2 separate regions of the Rattus norvegicus genome follow, and region 2 is linked to region 1. The links are chromatin contacts, called in public Hi-C maps. All regions are on one chromosome and are shown on one strand. The core of a region is the stretch at or near the end of the contact, and the rest is flanking DNA. Distances in the headings are between cores, read along the strand shown. Region 1 holds the start of Nts (neurotensin). Region 2 has its middle 220 kb from the start of Alx1.

Region 1 (3,294 bases), core at 260-2,759:
CTTACCAGTCAATCATCCTTTAGAGAAAACTATTCCAGGTGAGTCAAATTAAGCTTTTTTTTTTTTTTTTTTTTTTTTTTGCCACAGAAACAACAAAACAAAATTAAAGTAATGGAAAACTAAAACTACTGTTTAACTTTTGAACATTGAGTTGAATTAAAATATCTTTTACTATTTAAAACAACTGTTCAAGTTTTGTAACTAATGATTTCCTCTAAGGGAAAAGATAATCTCTTACCAAATACTGGATATTTAAACCAACTGTCTGTAGTAACAATCCTGATTTTTTCCTTAGTTATTATTTACATGATTAGTGGGTTTTTTTTTTTAAAGAAATAATCGGATCTCAGAAATCTTTGGTTTTAGATATTCATATTCCTAATACCAGTTCAGGACACTTCTTGTATTAGCAAGGATCCTCTACAGGAACAAAGCTATGCCTCAAAAGGCGTTTGAGCAATTTTCTTCCAGTAATCAAGAGAAGGAAAGAATATCATTGTAACTAACAAGTTACCTGAAGATTCTCTCTTAGAAATGTGACTCCAGTGGTTGCTGGTTATATAGACTATTTTCTGTCTAAAGTACAGTCACTTTTCTACAAATAAAAAGGATTAAACTGAAGGGAGAGAGTGCTAAGGGAGTTCTGAAATGAAGGAGAGAGGAAGATACAGTATCGGCAACAAATAAACAGTTAAAAATGTAGTAAAAATGTGATTAATTATGAAATTAATTGGGGGAGGTATAATTAATACAGCAATTCATAGTTTACCTTTTGATGCATAACCTATTTGTGCCTCTATTTTATAAATATTATTTAAAACACCCCATGAAAGACCAGCATATGAAATTTAGACTCCCCTCAGCTACATACAATAAACTTTCAAGAAGTAGGACATAATACTATTCATTAGATCTAATTTCCTTCCTTTTATACTGATATTTTTCCTTTACCTTGGATGTTTTGTTACTCTATTCCATTATTATATTCAATTTTCTTTTGTCTGTTCCCCTTCCTATTTTAGTACATGCTATAAAAAATTCTTTATGAGTTTTGAGACCACGAAACACGTGCTCAGAAGTTTGTGTTACCAGAAAATATACCCCAAGTCTTTGAGTCTTCCAAGCAGTGATATCTCTCTAGAACTTTTGCTTATATATTAGGAATAAAAAAAAACCCCACATTTTTAAAAATCAAAATGACAAATGTCTGGGAGCACGATAGGGGATTAGAAATAAAAGGTACCGGGGTGCCTCTTCCTAGCTGTACACTGCAGTGCTTTTGAACAACCCTTTCCGTGAGTCAGAAACCCTGAGCAACAGCTGCAATTAGGGAAGATCGTCACTTTCAATCAAGGTTCATGGGTGGGGGATGAGATGAGGGACAAAGAGAAAGGAGGGGGGATGGAGATGAAGGCAGAGCACATCCTGTACAGTCATGACATCACCCTCCTGCTCACGTATATATAGGGCATGGCCAGAGCATCTCTCACAGTTCACTCACTTTCAAAGCCAGCTGAAGGCAAGAGGAAGCACCAAGAGAGCTCCTTCCGTGTCTGTGTGGACCTGCTTGTCAGAAGGCTGAGACAAGATGATAGGAATGAACCTTCAGCTGGTGTGCCTGACTCTCCTGGCTTTCAGCTCCTGGAGTCTGTGCTCAGGTAAGCTCGCACCTCTCTGAAGTGAGTGATTTCTCTTACAGTCTGCTGCTACTCAGGTAAATGAATCCAGGAGGAATCTCTCTCTCTCTCTCTCTCTCTCTCTCTCTCTCTCTCTCTCTCTCTCTCTCTCTCTCTTTCTCTCTCGTATAAGAACTGAAACTATTATTATTTTTTTCTTTTAAAAGTCTGTAAAGCAGGCAGTTCATGAGGTTTCAAGGAAAGGCAAACTATTTTCCTTTGGAATATAACTACTAGAGGGAAAAATCAATAAGAGTAATAAAACAAGGATGAAAACTAGAACAGAGGCAGAGCTTTTCAGCAGGCTCCCATGAAGAGATCTCATGCATGATTTTTTATTCTCATCTTTTCTCACTGCCTTAGCTGGTGGCTTCTCTCACTTACCTTTGTGATTTTCCTCAAGTTATTTTCAACTCTACATGTGTGTTAGAACATGTGAAATAAATACCAGTAAATAAAAGAGTGTTTCTAATGCAACAAAAAGTGTCCCAAGTCCTTTGAGAATGTATATTTTAAAGAATTTCATTCTGACAGTCGTGATGCTCATATAGCTGCTGCTTTTTTGAATGTAATCTAAGTTGGCACAAACTATAACCATAAAATTGGTATACTTCTATTTATGATAAATTTAGCTTTACAGTGTTCTGTATATAACAGTTAAGAAGAAGAAATGTATTGTTATCAGATGAATTACGTCTTCTTAAAAATAAAATAAATTTAAGACTAATATGAAATATTTTGATGATGGCAATGTATTTTAATTAATAATTGGAAATAATTGAACAAACACCTAACAGTGGAAAATCTTAAAGACAAATGAAGTAAAATCACTTAACTTATATTTGTGAATATTGTTCTTAATAACCAAGACTCTGAAGTGTTAGTTCAAACTAAGATTTTTTTAAATACAAAGATAGCTATCAGAAGTTATCAGACTGTGATATGTTTTGGATGATCTTATTAGTATAAGAGCCTGTAAATATTTTATAAGCCAATGGAGCTTTCCCATAACTATAATTTTATCAAGTAGTTACAGAAATATAGTTCTAATTATAGATTCTAAAATTAGCTTATTGATTAAAAACTGTATATTAGCTCTCGAAACCCATTTCTGTGACATAAACACATTCTTAACAGAGATTAACAAGATTAATTTTTAACATTCATTCTGAAAATCAAACAGCAAACAAATGGAGCAAAAGTGTCCCTGGAATAGCTCAGTTCTTACAGGTACTCAGGTGGGATCTTGTGTTTTAAAGACCACATAGTAAATAATGGGGCAATTTTAAGCTCTGCCTCCTTTATCACAGAAGGCTAATGGATATTAAATGCTCTACAATACCTTAGCGTTTCTAAGTTTTTGCTTCTCTAAACAAGACACATAAAAGAAATCTGGGAAAATGTGTTCTGACATTAATCAAGGATCTGTTTTCAGTAGATTTAGCATGTGTCAATGGGAGCTCTGCCTTTGCTTAAGCTTCTTCCTCACTGGCTCATGCAAAATTGAAAGCACACAATTCAAACCTCTTGTGTGATTCTTTCCAAGAGAATTTTACAAAATGACATTTGTAGTGAACTGAAGATCAGTATCATTTTCATTCTAAGACTACCAACAAGC
Region 2 (3,817 bases), core at 216-2,715, 390 kb before region 1:
AATGAAGAAAAAAGAAAGAAAGAGAAAAGGGCTTCTCCTGGTAATCCAGCTGATTTCTGCTGCTCCCACTGACTCGTGAGGATTCAAAGGAATCTTGCACTCTTGGCTGGATCAAGTTGCTGCTACTGATTCCTGTTTGGTGTTTGCTATTAGACTGTACTGTTGTTATCCTAGCAATGAACAGTGGAACTGACCCCCAAAACTACTTCTAAATAGGTCCACAACCCCTTTTCCTATTAACCTTCTTTTCCTCCTACCTCTGGTCTGTGGCTAGAAGGGAGGTTGAAGCGTTCAAGAATCCTAAATAAAGTAGGTAGAGGAAAAATCTAAGCCTACACATCTCTCTTCTTAACTGTTGATGTTTTCATTCTTGTTTGCCTAGGGGTGAGGTGACTATAAATATTGCTGATATAAAGGAGACCAATGAGAAACAGTTCTCCTTGATAGGTGGATCTTGGGTTTGCTCTTGAATAAATAAATGAGTGACAAAGGAATGAAAGTATTTGGGACCCTTTTAGACTAACATTGGTACCACTGGAGTTGGTGTCACACCCAACAGTACCTATATATCTAGTTCAGTTTTGCAACTTAAATTCATGTTTATAGCAAAAGGGAGGATAGTCAATAGAAGGAGCAAGATAAAGTTTAGTATAACTACAGAAACAAGTGTACTAATACATATATATGCATATTTATATACCCGTACATTAAGCTTAATTTAGAAAATATATATTATTAAGAATTAGTAGACATTATTATAATATAGTCATCATTAAGAATTAATTTCACACTAGCAATTTTATTAACCCTGCCTGCAAAGCAGCTTGCCCTTGTTAGAAAGAGGACTTATTGATTAATTAATTATTATTTTAAAAGGTCTTTGATTGCTACTTTATGTTGGGCTCCATGCTGAAAATCATAATGCTAAATAAGATTTCTATATCTGCTCCCAAGAAGGAAACATTCAATGCTGAGAACCCTTTGTTTAGAAATGTAAAAAGTATGACCACTTACATTCTCTTCCCCAAAGAGACTTATTTTTTCTTCAGTTTCCAGTTCTGCTTTATACAGTAATACCATTTTAAAAATTGAAAATGTACTTTTAATATAGCATATTCTGATTATAGATCTTCCTCATTTTCATAAAATATAAACTACAAATTATTTTTCGTCATTTAGATAAACGAAATAAGAAAAATAAGGATCTTATGAACATGAAAATAATTTTTGATTTACATAAATTTGTACTGTCAGTACTGGAAAGTAAGACTGTCAAATGATTTTTCATGTGCAACGATGCCCAAGAAAAATGTAACACAGCAGTCTACTAATTCCTCATGGATCACGGTATAAAATAATTCCTGGTTGACGTTATAAGAGATTGATGTGGCTGTCAAGTACCCTTTATAAGAGTTTTCTGTTAATAAGTGTCAGAATGTCATGCTGTGAACACTTACCATGAATACAACCTGAGGTACCGTCACAGAACACTGATCTATGCTTGGAGCTAATGATTGACTCACTCCAGTGATGTAGTTAGCAATTTCAGGCTCTAAAAGAAAAAAAAGAATAATAATTACAGTTCCTGCACTAACATTCACAGTAAGTTCCTCACATCCTCACTCCCAAAGCAGCCCCCAAATTGAGATGTAATGTGGGTCCTGAGAGATTAACAATGTTCACCTCATTATTTTTAAATGGAAAACATAATTTATCCTTCACTTGGATTTGAAAGAATTTTATATTGACTAACACATGGAACAGTATACTAGAAATAATGGCTTTGAACTTACTGAACTTTGTTGGTTATTTGTTCCCTTCTATAACTTCAATAATGGCTTGAAATCTCAAAAATAGATAGGTAGGGCTGGAGGGATAGCTCAACTGTGAAAGGCTAGGCTCACAATGACCAAAGTGTCAAAACTATGTAACTTAAAACACTGTAATTGCTGTAACAGTGTTGCTTAACTTCAAATGAAAATGGTCAGCCACATACACATAGATAGAAAATTTACTCTTTAGAAATATTTCCTTTGGGGTTGGGGATTTAGCTCAGTGGTAGAGCGCTTGCCTAGCAAGTGCAATGCCCTGAGTTCGGTCCCCAACTCCGAAAAAAAAAAAAAAAAGAAAGAAAGAAAGAGAAAAAAAAAGAAAAGAAACATTTTCTTCTAATGAGCTTCTATCTCTTAGTGCAACCTTTGATTGTATGTCTTCAAATTTTATTATCTATCAGTTTGTTGTATGCAGTTATTCAACCTGAAATTTGATTATTGATATTTTGTTATATAGAGGATATTATACAATGAAATTCCCAAAATGTGTGTGGTCTGGTTTCTATTCCCATCGTGGCCATAGTCTGCCTGGATTTAACATGATGGCTATGTCTGTAATTGAATGAGCTCTCCCTTGGTGCACCAAACGCGATTTATAACTGTAACCTTTCCTCAACTGCTCTACAAAGACAGCATAGGAATTATACAATCTTTACATGATGCTTTAGTCATGTCTTGTTATTGGCATATTGAATAAAAGTGTACTGTAATTCCCTTCTGTTTCTTAGTGCTCAATCATGACTCTGCTTCATACAGTGGCTGTGCCTTAAAACACAGAGTTTACAGGATGAGGCTAGAGAACCTGAACATCCTATCTGTGTACACAGTGGTTCTTAATCCTAAATGGACGTTAAAACTACTTAGGGCATTGAAAAAATAAAGCCTAATGTTCACAGACACTCTGCATACAGTAACATAACTTCTACTGTATAACTAGACAATCTTTGTTTGAAAAAAAATTCTCTGTGGTGGTATGAATCTGAAGAGAAACTATAAGGAATTAATATCCATATTTCCTACCCAGAAATGCATTTTAACTAAACCATTCTTCATTCAGAAAATGGTAGGCGTCTCTAATTTAAGCACTCAGGAACTGAGGTAAGAAGATTGTAAATTCATGATCAGCATTAGGTTCGTAGTAAGATCTTTTCCCCTTTAAAAAAATTCAGCGAAACTGGGAAACGGGAAAGTGCCTTGTTATATCACAATTATTTGGCTCTTGCTGTAGCTATCGCTCCTTTCCTTCGAAGACATGTAAATTAACTGCATAGGCAGGAAGAAGAGCCTCCTTCAGTACAGCTGTGTGCTTGAAACCTCAAGATTATTTAGTCTAAACTGTCACAAAATGTCGGCATCCTATCAATAACAGTTTTGACATCTGCCTGTGCTGTAATGGTTCACCGTGACTCAAATCGGCCTGTGACTTTAGTGGACTTTAGTCATCGGAACCTGACTCTGCCGAACCTGAAAATCTTTGCTTATTATTTCATTTACCCAACATCCCTGTTCTGGGTTGGGCACATGACTCATCATCCCAGTTTCCCTGGTTACCCTTTAGATAATTGGAGGAATTCACAGATGCGTCTGCCTCTTTTATAGATGACACAGTCTTAATCACTACAATGGTTCCGCAGTTGATGCCTGATACTTTGAAAAGATGACTGAAAATCCTTTCCTGCTTTGTGCATCAGGAGGTGAACTGCCTACGTCGGTCTGTGTGGGCTGGCAGCTAAAAGTACAACTCTAGTGGCGCTATGTGAATTTCAAGGCTAAGTCTTCCAAAGGCGTGCAGCTCTTGTGTTCCCTGAACATTCCTTGTTGGAATCCTGAAACCCAACTGAGACTTATTGCTCTAGGTTCTGTGTCAGCTGGGGCACATGCTCATCTTCTTCCTCACTTTCAGCAAAGTAGCTGGATATAAAACTAAGTCACACAAATCAGTAGCCTTTCTATACACAAATGACAAATGGACTGAAGTCAGGGAA

What was found. Hi-C and Micro-C count contacts between places; a contact is called where the count stands out from the background.
Region 2: a contact with region 1 is called in a Hi-C map of kidney, with 5 times the contacts expected there. The contact joins the enhancer-like site here to the promoter of Nts in region 1. A contact is called at or near these places in 9 of 12 Hi-C or Micro-C datasets (Schwann cells, frontal cortex, hepatocytes and 5 more).

Annotation. Positions count from the first base shown.
Region 1 is chr7:39,459,103-39,462,396 of GRCr8, reverse strand. Nts (neurotensin) reads left to right here and starts at 1,509. Exons shown (of 4, transcript NM_001102381.1): 1 at 1,509-1,658. The coding sequence starts at 1,589.
Region 2 is chr7:39,844,054-39,847,870 of GRCr8, reverse strand. No RefSeq gene overlaps it. Among named protein-coding and RNA genes, the nearest start is that of Alx1, 220 kb to the left of the region's middle. Within about 2 kb of position 1,465, at least 1 of the 93 cell types and tissues checked has an H3K27ac peak or open chromatin away from gene starts, as enhancers often do. A contact at or near this core is called in kidney, where this site is marked.